2 separate regions of the Mus musculus genome follow, and region 2 is linked to region 1. Evidence: chromatin contacts called from public HiChIP or PLAC-seq data. All regions are on one chromosome and are shown on one strand. The core of a region is the stretch at or near the end of the contact, and the rest is flanking DNA. Distances in the headings are between cores, read along the strand shown.

Region 1 (6,648 bases), core at 2,065-4,564:
AGTTTTACATGATCGGTTCAGCCAAACAGTATTCAAGAGCCCACACCATTTCCAGTTAGCTCTCAGTCATGGTGTCTCTTGCCAGAAATAGAAAAGTAACTAAGACATGGGCACATCTTTTTGTGATGGTTGCCCAAATAGCAGTGGTACCACTACTACACAAGTGGACACATCTTATTTTTTTGTTCAGAGCTCCTGGAAAGAACCTATTAGTTCTAGAATACATACATACATATGTATATGTGTATGTATATATTAGAGTACATATATATTATGTGCATATATACTAATATACTCCTATGTATAGGAGTATATTGTATATATTCTAGTGTGTGTGTATATGTATATGTATATACATATATACATACATACATACATACTTGATATACATATGTACACACACATATATACACATACACATATGAGGCAATAGCTATGATACGTTCTCCAGAAGTCCTGCTGCGATTAACTGGTCACACTGTTGGGCTGACATTTGGAGCACAAGCATATTTGCATATTTGCAGAACAGGCAGCTGACAAACCACTTTTCCATGAGGACTGAAAAATTGATGAACTCTTGGGCTTTTCAAAGCATTGGGCTCCTGATAAGGAAATGGAGTCTAATACACAACTCTAAGAATACATTCCTCAGCCGGGCGTGGTGGCGCACACCTTTAATCCCAGCACTTAGGAGGCAGAGGCAGGCAGATTTCTGAGGTTGAGGCCAACCTGGTCTACAAAGTGAGTTCCAGGACAGCCAGAGGTATACAAAGAAACCCTCTCTCCAAAAACAAAAAAAACAAAACAAAACAAAAAAAGAATACATTCCTCAAGTGCAAACCAGGAAGCCATATGACCCATGTTAATAATTCAGATAGAAATGGCTTGGGTTTACTGATGTTGATAAGTGAGTTCTTAGACAAAATGGCACTGAGAAACATTTTTGTGATTTGGTAATTACATTAAGATGATGTAGCTTTCTGACACAGTTTCTACACGGTAGATCTAGAGTGGATAGTTGGATTGTTTTTCCTGCAGAATCTTTCTATCTTGTATATTTTTATTTTGTTGTAAACCTATTCTGTATTTTTAATGTAGAAGGTATACCTTGGGGCCAGGATGTAGTTCAACTCAGGAAGCGAGCGCAAGACCCTGGTGCATACATCAGCAGTGTATAAATCAGGCATGGTGGTGCATGCTGCAATTCCAGCACTCAGGAAGTAGTCAGCAGAAGAAGCAGAAACTTAAGGTCATTCTCAGGTGAGGTGACATCGTGTTTGAGAGCTATATAATGGGTTGGGATACAAGAGACCTTGTCTCCAAAAAAAAAAAAAAAAGCATAAATGTATGTGAGTACACTGTACAGGCTGTACAGGTGGTTGTGAGCCTTAATGTGGTTGTTGGGAATTGAATTTTTAGGACCTCTGCTTGCTGCTCTGGCACAAAGATTTATTATTATACATAAGAACACTGTAGCTGACTTCAGATGTACCAGCAGAGGGCATCAGATCTCATTACGGGTGGTTGTGAGCCACCATGTGGTTGCTGGGATTTGAACTCAGGACCTTCAGAAGATAGTGGCTGAGTAATCTCACCAGCCCAATTTTTTTTTAAAGATTTTTAAATTTTATGTGTGTGAGTTTTGCCTGTATGTATGTGTCTTAGGATTTAATTGCTATGAAGAGACACCATAATCAAGGCAACTCTTATAAGGACAACATTTAATTGGGGCTGGCTGACAGGTTCAGAGTTTCAGTCCATTATCATCAAGGCATGGCAGCATCCAGGCAGGCATGGTGCAGGCAGAGCTGAAGGTTCCACATCTTGATCTGAAGGCTGCTAGGAGAAGACTGGCTTCCGGGCAGCTAGGATGAGGGTCTTATAGCCCATACCCACAGTGACACACCTACTCCAACAAAGCCACACCTTCTAATAGTGCCACTCCTTGGGCAAACCATATACAAGCCATCACAGTATGTATGCATGTGCACCATATGTGTGCCTGGTGCTTTTGGAGGTCAGAAAAGGGTGTTGGGTTAACTGGAACTGTGTCATGATCCACCATGTGGGTTCTGGAAACTGAACCCAGGGCCTTGACCAAAGCAGCCAGTGCTCTTACATGCTGAGTCCTCTCCAGCTCTTGAGATCATTTCTTTATAAAAACCCAACTTTCGCCGGGCAGTGGTGGTGTATGGCTTTAATCTCAACACTTGAGAGGCAGAGACAGGTGAATTTCTGAGTTCGAGGCCAGCCTGGTCTACAGAATGAGTTTCAGGACAGCCAGGGCTGTACAGAGAAACCCTGTCTTGGAAAAAAAAAAAAACAAAAACAAAAACAAAAACAAAAAAAACCTTAACTTTCATATGCTGGCCTGTAAGAAGTCAAAACCATAGGAGACAAGAATCTTTAAAAAATATGTGACATTATTGAGAAGGTCATGGTGGATAAATTAACCATTACATAATTGGAATGGAAGTTCCTACACATTCATGAGGCTGGCCTCAATCTTGCTGTGTAGTTAAGGTTGACCTTGAACTCCTGATCATCTTCCCATTTCCACCTTCAGAGTGTTGGGATTACCATCATAACAACCATTCTAGGCGTCTGTCACATCGCTAAGAGAGGGCGAAGGCATTGCTGTTTTATTGACATTTTGAAACTCCAGAGCCATTTTGAGATATTTGGTGGGGCAGGACAGCTCTCAAATATCCACTGCCTGGGACACTCTTATTTGGTTATATTAGATGAGTCCCAAAGTTTCCCATCTGCCCTATAAGAAATGTTATATATTTTTTGTTTAGTCTTTAGTTCAGGCTGGCCTGGAACTCTCTGTAGCTGAGGATAACCTTCCTCTTAGGGTCCTCTGGAGTGCTGAGATCACCGGCAGGGGCTGGTGACAGAACCGCTGCTGTTGGCTAAGCGTGCAATCAGCTGCCTGCGTCTCTAGTCCCGCTTTTCTTTCTAGACCGTAAATTCCAGGCGGGAAGATCTGTCCGATGAGCATGTGACACTGACGCGTGGTAGGTAGGACGTCTTGCATCTCGGGTTAGCACGTCAAAGCTGGACGAGCCTGGACTCCTCCGAGGCGCGGGAATGGGATTCCCAGTCCCGCCCAACAGGAGCCACGAGCCGCGACAGCCCCGCCCACGAGAAAGAAAAGAGCCCAGAGCTCCGCCCACCGGAAGCCAAGGTGCCGGGAGATTGCTGGCCACTGGGAGGAGGGATGCCCTGGACCCTCCCATTCAGAGACTTTGTCTTGTGACAGCCCCGCCCACGCGGAGGCGGGACGCCCCGGAACTCCGCCCCGAGGAGGCGTGACCGGAGGCGTGGCCTGCGGCGCGCGGGAAGCTGCGGGCTGTGGCGGCCCCGGGTGGACCGAGTTACTGCAGGTAGGTTTGCTGATACCCGGCTTCCGCGCTTCTGACCTGGGTTGGGCTGCAGCTCCTCACCGGGGCCGTGAGTTCTGATCTCAGCGCGGGCGCAGGCAGAAGGCAGTTCGTCCCAGACCACAGTCCCCACCGGGACCGGGACTCGCGCGCCTTCCGCCAGGCCGGGTTGGGCCGCCCGGACCCGCGCCCCTCCCCGTGAACTCCCTCCCTTGCTGCTCCCCGGGATGATAGCCAGTACTCCGGTACCGGTCTCTGGGACCCCACCTCAACACGATGCTCTGTGCTGCCCGTCCTCGCCTCCGTCTGGGGTGTTTGGTTTCTTTCTCTTCCGGAACCGTACACTGGTGGAAGTCTCTCTACCTGCGGGAGCATTTTAGCTGAAGATTGCAGGTGTCTGAGCCGTCGGCGTCGCTAATGGCTTCTGTGCTCTTTCCCCGGCTCGCCCTTCATGTTCCAGGGTCGCTGTTTAACTCTTTGCTAACGTTTCCAGCCTCCCTTTGCCTGGCGGAAACTCTGGAGGATGAAAGTGATCACGTGTGAAATCGCCTGGCACAACAAGGAGCCAGTGTACAGCCTGGACTTCCAGCATGGGGCAACCTGGAAGATCCACAGGCTGGCATCCGCGGGGGTGGACACCGCCGTCAGGGTAAATGGACAGGCGGGAGGATACGGGGAGGTTCTACGCGGAGCTCACGTTTTCATTCCTTTGTTTAAAACTGAAGGCAGCAACTCAAGTCGGGTTGCCACCTAGTCCAGTGTACTAAGTTCTGAGGCCTGGGGAAAGCAAGGAATGCTGAGAAGATTAGCTTTCTTAACATTTGCTACATTGTTTTTGTTTGTTTTGTTTGTTGTTTCAAGACAGGGTTTCTCTGTGTAGCCCTGGCTGTCCTAGAACTCTGTAGACCAGGCTGACCTCGAACCCTCTGACTCCCAAGTGCTGGGAATAAAGGCGTGGGCCACCACGGCCCGGCTATTTGCTACATTGTTACAAGTGGGTTCTCAGTATTTTAGAATACTAAACTAGGAAGAGCTCTGTGGTGCCAGGCATGTATCCCCAATACCCATACGGTACAGATCTGAAGTTTGAGATTCTCAACAGTAGTGAGTTTGAGTCCAGCCTGGGCTAGGTGAGACCTTGTCTCAAAATAGTAATACTGAGCCTAGCTCCTGTGCTCTGTGCTTTGCCCATTTGCTCTAAAGAACTGGAAGAGGGGAATAGCAGGTAAGGGGACTGATGGTGTGCATTTCTGCTAATACTTCCTTTGATTTACAAAGTTTCAAAAAAGAAATTGCATTTTCTGCCAGAAGATAAGTTGTTGTCTCCTGGAAGGGAGTTAGGAGGTGGCTAGTGTGTTTCTGCAATGTATGCTTTGCTGTCGACAGATCTGGAAGTTGGAGAGGGGGCCAGATGGGAAAGCCATTGTGGAATTTCTCTCCAATCTTGCTCGACACACCAAAGCTGTCAATGTTGTACGCTTTTCTCCAACTGGGGAGATTTTAGCATCTGGAGGAGATGGTAAGTATTGTCCTTATTAATCCTTAAACCTGACACGAATCTCCTGTCTAATAATGACATTTGAGCTGGGTTGACATGGACCAGTGATCACAGCATGTTGGAGGCTGAGACAGGAGGACTGAGAGTTCAAGACCAGGCCTGGCTAAATAGTAACAGTCTTTTCAGGGAAAGAGAATAGGACTGTGAGATCTGAGCTTATTGTATCTATTCCCCTGGCTGCCTTTCAGCTCACTAAACAGGTAACATTTTGGGAGTGTGTCAGAGATGGAAGATGAAGGACACCCATTAAACTCAGAAGATATATCTGAAAATAGTTCTTTCTCCATTTGTTGCCTGCAGGCTGGTTGGGTGTGGTAGATCTGTCAGCATCCCAGGGGCTTGTCTGGTTGTCAGAGTCAGCACTGAACCTCTGTGTAATTAATGGGCTTCGGGAATGTTTAGAATTTGTGCCTGTTTGGGGTAGATTAATTTGTATTGTGCACCTGTTTTTAAATGAGATAAAAGAATACAGAAAAAGTAATCCTTATACCGTACATTAAATACTCTAGACAACAGTAGAAAGTAAAACAAACCTTAGTTTTGGTTTGGAAAAAGAGGAATAGTTGCGTTCTGCGCCCTAATGCCCAAAATATGTGGGGTGTGAGTGTCTGTGTACATGCATTCATTGTACACGCACACCACATGCATGCATTCACATATTTGTTGTAAGTGGAACAGCTTTGAGGGGGCAATAGGCTGTCTCCTATAAGGTGGCCCTAGGGCAGTTCCCCATTACAAAGTCCCTTAGCCTCGAAGACCGAAACCTCCCTTTAGTCGGCTCATGAAGAGTGTTGATCTGTCCAGCCATCTCATCTCTAGCAGGCTCCCTGACGAGCTATGTATGTAGCTAGGCTTCCGGGTAGCTTTGAGTGAGCTCTTTTTGTCTGTATTTCCTGCTCCCTCCTTCACTGGCCTAAAAGGATCGCGTTACACAGTGAACCTATAGTCACCTCAGGAGAAATTGTCAGGTTCAGACCATTGCTCCGTCAGGCTGACATGGCTGATGTGCCCATATGATACTGTGAAGAAATGTGTGGCTTACCATGTCCAGGCCACTGAGCTGTAGGTGCTTCATGAAGATTCCCACACTCAGTCCTGACAGGGGCACTGTGAAGTGGGTGTGCATCAAGATGGAGCTCTGCAGGCACAGTCTGCAGACCCTTGCCTCTCTTCCTCCTGACCAGCCATCTCTAAGGCGTTCTCTAGAGTCTCAGTGAGGGCGGTTATTTTGCCCGGAAGCTTACTGACATGTGTGGTGATTCTAGACGGGATCTGTTTTGCCCTGCTGGTGAAGAAGGGAGATTTACTAGCCCTGTACAAATTCTTCGTGTTTTTCTAGGATCTCGTGTAGCCCAGGCTAACCTCAAACTCACCATGTAACCTTGCACTTCAGATCCACCTGCCTCAGACTCCCAAGGGCCAGATTACAGGCATGCACCACGCACCACCTAGCCATATTCTTGGATATGAGTGACTCCTCATGGCCAGAGAGTCCATTGAACAATATAAAGCATACAGGACACTCTAAAACTCCAGACATGAAGGAGGGCATGGAAGGGCCTGGTTCATGCTATACTGATTTACCTCACAGATGCCGTCATTCTGTTGTGGAAGATGAATGACAGCAAGGAGCCGGAGCAGATCGCCTTTCAGGATGAGGAGGAGGCGCAGCTGAATAAGGAGAACTGGACTGTGGTAAAGACC
Region 2 (6,648 bases), core at 2,600-5,099, 90 kb after region 1:
ATGGTTGCCATAAAAGTCACATGTACCAGAAAAGGGTTGGAAGGATTGCATAAGACAGTGCAAGAACCAGGACGTGGAAGATGGGAATAATCCCACCCCCCCCAACTTCTAGCCCTAAAAAAACCCACTTGAGTTGCAAGCAAAGTATTTACCTTCCCAGCATCAAAAACAAGAGAGGTGTGTCTTATAGCACTCGCCGTCCGATCAAAAGGGGCACAAAGGGGCACAGTGTCCAGACAAAGGCTGGCTCACCTGGAGAAACAGACCTTTATATTATTCTCACCTTTGAAAGCATTTCTATCCTGCCTCCACTGCTCTGAGTGTAGTGATCGACACAGCAGCAGAACTGCAGGACTGTTGGGGTGGACACCGGTCTACGACTCAGGTCAGCAGTGAGGGAGCGCTCTGACTGGTGTCTTCCTTTTTGGGTCTGTTTTAATGGTGTGAAGTTATCTTGCTGTCTGTGGACTTACATACGGTCTCTTTTCTCTCAGGACATGGATCCCTTGGTGATTCACTCTCAGCAGTGTGTGATGCGCACACGTGTGTGTGTGTGTGTGTGTGTGTGTGTGTGTGTAGCCAAACATTGTAGCCAACTCCCCCTGGCAGCTAGTCCTGGCTTCTCTGCCCCTGGGAGAACAAACCACAACCAGGCTGTAGACTTCGCTCACCACATTTCAAAACACAGGGGTTTTTGGTTTTGTTTTCTTGTTGTTGGGATGGAACTCATTTTGTAGGTGGGTTTCCAGCTAGGATTCTTTTCTCTTAGCCTCCTCAGTAGCTAGGATTATAGTCACAAGCCACTGCACCCTGATCATGTTTGAAATAAATTGGGAAGATATCGAAAGCTTTCTCCCCTTGCCCTCTGATCAGGACACTCTCCCGTGACTCGAAGCCAGGGTCAGTACTACCCCATACCCTGCTTTCAAGAAATGCCCAATGTGGTTGGCCCCTGGGGCTAATCTGAACTATATCCCATTCTCCAGGACCCCAGACTAGGAGTATAAGCAGCTCCCTCCGGTTGGGCACTCACCCCTTCTCAGTGGCTTCATGACTCCTCATGGCTGCTCATATGCAGTGGTCAGGGCCCAGCGGTGCCTGTGATCTCCTCCTCAGAGTTCCATGTGATTCTCTTCTAGGAGACCCCAGCTTGACCAACAATCTTCCCTAGCAGATGGCTGGGACCAGGATGGCCCACCGGTGGCCATACAGCGCAGGCACCCAGGCCGTGTGCCGCAAGGGATGAATAATTGATACATGGAGTGGAATTACGGCTGTGGGTTCCGGTCCCTCCCGCAGCTGCACCTGTCCTGGGGAATACTGTTCTCAGAAGGGACACCCGTGCCAGCTCACACAAAATATATTGCCTTATTGGTAGGCACACATTCGGATACTCATTATCATGTTCGAATGCGTTCACACAGATGGGACTAATTAACATGATCTGGAAAAGTCTGTATGTAGTCAGAGGGGGGAGAGGAGGGAGGACTTTTCTTCATGCTAGGCAGCAGGGCTAAGAAAGCCAGAGCAGCTTGCAACAGTCCCTCTTCCCCCAACTCTAACAAGATTGGCAAAGGGTCCCAAGCTGCTGAGACAGAAACTGCCCTACATCAGGAGGCTGAGGCCACTTCAATGCTGGAGTTGCAGCGCTCAGAAAACAACACAGTGAACAAATGCCTCACAACTACACTTGGGGGCTTGGGAGAGTAGAGACACTAAACAGACAAATGAAAACTCCAAAGAAATAATACAGTGTGTGTGAGGCAGTGGGAGCAAAGACGGAGTAGGTCACGGCGTACATCTAAGGTCAGGGGCTTTCTGTGTTCCTGGTCTTAGACTGTCCTATGTCAGTATGTTGTTATTTGGCAGTAACCGTGGATACTAGAACAGTTGAGAACTGTACACAATTGTTACACCAGCTCAATGAGACTGAATTCTTATCAGGCCACTTCATGAAGAAGTCAACTGAGGCAGTGTTCCCAAGGCTGGCCAGCTAACGCATGCTCAGGCTGGGACTTGAGCCCAGGATCTGGCTCTATTGCCATACGTGGAAAACCTGCTCTGCCAGTCAATATCACACACACACACACACACACACCCCCCACATTTCACATACACATCACACACACACTATACACACATTATACATACACACCATACACACACATCACACACACATCTCACACACATACCATACACAAGTACACCATACATACACACCATATACATACACACCATATACACATACACCATGCACACACATCACTCATATACACTCACACATATCACACACATTATAATACATATCATATCCCCACATCACGAACACACACACACACATTATAATACATATCATATCCCCACATCACAAACACACACACACACAATACTTAAAGACACATCATACACATATACACATCATATACACACATATCACACACCACACCATATATACATACATAAACATCATATATACACACATATCATATACACACATCACACACACTATACATATATGCACATTACATACACATCACACATCTCATACACACACACACACACACACACACACACACACACACACACCTCTTCCCACCTTGAGATGAGGTAAAACTGAGCTAACATGGCTGAAAGTGGGCTCTGAAAAGCAGAAGGTCACCCAGCTCTGTCACCTCCTTCCTCATGTTTTTCTAAGTTTTGGGTCAGTTCCTATAATGGGTAGCAGCATGGGATGCTGAGGGCTATCCACTTTTTACTAGGTGAGGAAACTGAATTACCCAATTACTGAATTTCCCACACCTGCAGCCAGGGTCCTCTGTCAGCTAGGTTTTCATTTGGGGACCCAGAGAGTGACACTCGAGATCTTAGGAGTCCTGTAAGCTCTTGGCTCCCCTAAGCCCGGGTTTCCATTTACCAGAGAGCTGGCAGGGATGCCATGCAGGAATCAGGAGGCTCACCCTGCACCTTCACCAGGTCCTCAGTCTGCTCTTGCCTAGCCTTTCCTAAGGTGGACATTTCTGGGGACAGTCTCTGCATCAGAGACCCAAGTCTGAGCTGACAGGGACCCCCACCCTGTGAACGGAGCCTCTCGGACGTCTCCAACTCTCCCACAGCGTGGATTCTGGGTGTCCTTGACGTTTTTCCTCTGCGATCCCCCTGTTACACACACCCCCCCGAGGGTCTCCAGAGGGAAACCTCTCTTGGGCTAAACAGTGAATTTGAGGCTAAGGAGAATTCAAACTTTCCTGCTCCGGCCACAGGCAGGCAGTCCCTCCCTAAAGCAAACCACACTCTCGCAAGCCCACTGAGCCTAAAAGAGATGTCTCCGTGTTTTACTCTATGTGTACTTCAGCATGAATCTTACTCCTTCCTTGAGGCAGGACTGCAAATCAACTTTATATGGGCTGGGACAGCTGGGAGAGATAGGCAGAGATCTGATTGATAAACGGTGACAGGAGCCCAACTGTAAGGACCAGCCAGAGCAGCGATTAGCCCAGTAGGTTTACTAATCACTGAAAGGAACGCAGTTACAAACCCACAATGCCCTGGCCACTTCGGTGGGTGCCAGTTGCCTTTGCTTGCTAAAGGGACTGTAAATACAGGTCGGCGCCGTGGTGTTTGTGGGTAGACACAGAACGGCTTGCAGGGCTCTTGGTAATTGAAAACTATTGGGTCTTCAGCTCTGGACCAGAGCAGGGGACTCTGGTGGGGGTGGGGGCGGGGGCTGGGATAGGGGCATTACAGACAGAAACCCACAGAGAGAGATAGAGGAAGGGGGAGAAGAGGGAGGCTGGAAGGGGCCGGGGAGGGAGAGAAGGGGGTATGGGTAGAGGAAGGGGAGGGGCTGTGGGCGGAGAGAGGAAGGGGAGGAGTTTCTTTGTTCCTCCACTTAAGTCAGTGGTGTCCTCATGAGTTCTAGCAAGAGTGCTTTTGTTTGTGGATTTTTTGTTGTTGTTTGTTTGTTTTCGAAACAGGGTTTCTTTGTGCAGTCCTGGCTGTCCTGGAACTCCCTCTGTAGACCAGGCTGGCCTCGAACTCAGAAATCTGCCTGCCTCCACCTCACAAGTGCTGGGATTAAAGGTGTGTGTTACCACTGCCCGGCTGCAGGAGTGTTTTTAAAGAGTTTTGGAATCTCAGGTGTGAGCGAGCCGCAGTAAGGGTCTGAGTTGGGTTTGGTTTGGTCTTTTGGGGGGTTACTAGTTAAAGACCATCCTTCACATACATCATCAGGCGTGTGTCCAGACACTGGAGTCCATCCTTGCAACGTTTTTTGAAGACAAGGACTCCCCTCGCCCCTGCAGAAGATCACAGACGACCATCAAAGGACCTCCCAGTATCTCAGTGCTCAGCAAAAGGAGTTTGCTCTCTCTGGATCGGCATCTTGTGCGTCCACTTCCTCAGGTGCCTGAGCTCTGAGGATCTGAACGGTTGAAGACTCATTTCTTCCTTATTGAAATACTTGGCAGGGGGGAGGGTGTCCCTTTCCACAGCCCCTAGTATAACTTCTATGTCAAAAGGAAGTTCCATATTAAAGTCCAGGACTCTGTGGTACGTTTTAACTGAAATAAGCTGATAACGACCCCCCCCCCCACCGCCATACACACACTCTGATGTGTTTATAAAAAGATAAAGAGAGAAGGATGTGTGGTGAGGTATGGGAGAAGGGATGCCTCGGTGGGCCCATGCTGAGGCATCCCTTCTCCCGGAGGGACCAGCCACACGATTGTATAGTGTAGAATAGTTTATTCAGGGCATGGGGAAGGAAGTTAAGAGGGTAGTAGAAGCAGAAAGAGAGAGAGAGAGAGAGAGAGAGAGAGAGAGAGAGAGAGAGAGAGAGAGAGGAAGAAGAAGGAGGAGGAGGAGGGGGAGGGGGAGAGAGGAGAGGTGGCCGGCCATGAGCACGTGGAGAGAGAGCGGGAAGAGAATGGGGAGAGAGGAGGGAAGGGAAAAAGCAAGGGAGCAAGAGAGAAACAAGAGAGGGCAAGAGAGCAAGGAGCGGGCAAGCAGCCCCTTTCATAGTAGGTCAGGCCTACCTGGCTGTTGCTGTGGGGCGGAGCATACCTGGCTGTTGCCAAGTAACTGTGGGGTGGAGCTTAGACAGAATGCTAACACACAGCCACCTAGTTAAAATGCTCATGATCTGGAATCTGTAGTGTTAAAAACCAGGATTAGGATTGCTTGTGCTGAAACAGCCCCGGAGGCCCACTGAGGCTGGGTGAGGGGCATGCCTGTTTTGGAACATGGACCTCATCAAGAAAGGATGGTCTTCCCACGTGGTCTTCAGACCCTCCGTAAGCATGAGTCGAGTCAGTGGGCTGATCCCACGCAGGGTCCTCTGGACAGCTTCGTCCAGGAAACAGATTGCAGCCTGGGACTTTGTAACACTTCCGAGGTCGTGGACTCTCAGACTACTCTGGTTCATTCTGGGATTGAAGCGGATCTTAGGGAGCCTGCATGAGGCAGGACGTCACCTCTGCACTCTGCTGAGCTACTTTTCCTGAACAGCGCGCCGAATACTCAGTGCCATTTAAGGAAATCGATTCCGTGGTCCCGTTCCAGAGACTGATTCAACAAGTGCAGATTCTAGGCACCAGGGCAATTGCCCATATAATTTCCTCCAGGGCTTATAGCTGTGGGCTTAAATTATTTATTATTTAGTGTATATGGGTATTTTTGCCTGCAGATGTGTTTGTGTACATGCGCATGCAGTGCCTGCGGAAGCCAGAAGAGGGCGTTGAATCTTCCTGGGACAGTAGTTACAGGCTGTTGTGCGCTGCCGCGTGGTGCCAAGGATTGAATTCTGGTCCTTTGCAGATACAGCGCATGCTCCTAACCTGCGAGTCTTTGCTCTGGCCCCTTGTTTATTTATCGTCATAAGTCATGGTGCTTCTAAGTAAATACATTCTGTCTTGAGGCTGACTGGAGGAATCTCCGGTTCAAATCCATCCTGAGCAGAAAGGTTCACAGCACATCCTGTTCACTTCCAGTCACTGGCTTTGCCGCCCTCTGCCTCTGTTGGAGCCTCACTCAGCACAGGCATGATCTCTGCTGTGAAAATCCAAAGATTGTGCAAACGTGGACCTTTTAATCCAAAATTCAGACACACAAGAATAGCAATTGAGGGCAATGAACCGCCATACGTGTTGCAGGATATTTGATCATACTATGAACCCTGAGACTGAAAAAAGCTGTTTACTGAAAAAAAATCTGTTGTTAGTTGTGGTGTGGCTCAGCCCTTAGCACACACCTTTAATCCATCTGGCTGGAAAACAGGCACACACTTAATACACATCTTTAATCCCAAACAATGAAGGTAAAGTTAGTTTGTAGAAGGAAGCACCTGTGTTTGAAAGTGATGTCTAATTGAGTGGCAGACAAAGTGACGAATCAGAGAAAGATTTGACAGAATAGAATCTGCACAACTCTCAGAGAGGAAAGGGAAGCTACTTAAGAGATCAGTGCAGAGGAAGGAGGTGGTTTTACCAGGACGGTTTTACAGAGATAGGTTGAGGAGAGAACAAGGTAGACAAAGGTAAAGAAAGAATGAGCCAGAGAATGAGAAGGAGCGGGAAGATTAGAACAGATTGACAGTTAGTTTGAGGCCAGGCAGAGCAAAAACTCAGAGGCTGAGAGAGAAGCTGGATTGAG

What was found. HiChIP or PLAC-seq counts read pairs in DNA pulled down with a chosen protein or histone mark.
Region 2: a contact with region 1 is called in an H3K4me3 HiChIP or PLAC-seq map of embryonic stem cells, with 19 read pairs. The contact joins the enhancer-like site here to the promoter of Chaf1b in region 1. A contact is called at or near these places in 1 of 484 Hi-C or Micro-C datasets (nephron progenitors), 3 of 115 datasets of contacts at active chromatin or transcription factors (the SCID.adh cell line and embryonic stem cells) and 3 of 9 other capture datasets (adipose tissue, embryonic stem cells and pancreatic islet).

What each region holds. Positions count from the first base shown.
Region 1 is chr16:93,880,587-93,887,234 of GRCm38.p6, forward strand. It overlaps Chaf1b (chromatin assembly factor 1, subunit B (p60)), which reads left to right and starts at 3,315. Exons shown (of 14, transcript NM_028083.4): 1 at 3,315-3,389; 2 at 3,880-4,035; 3 at 4,773-4,905; 4 at 6,536-6,648. The coding sequence starts at 3,910.
Region 2 is chr16:93,969,897-93,976,544 of GRCm38.p6, forward strand. It overlaps a transcript of Cldn14 not described here. Among named protein-coding and RNA genes, the nearest start is that of 2410003I16Rik, 37 kb to the right of the region's middle. Within about 2 kb of position 3,850, at least 67 of the 459 cell types and tissues checked have an H3K27ac peak or open chromatin away from gene starts, as enhancers often do. A contact at or near this core is called in the SCID.adh cell line and embryonic stem cells, where this site is marked.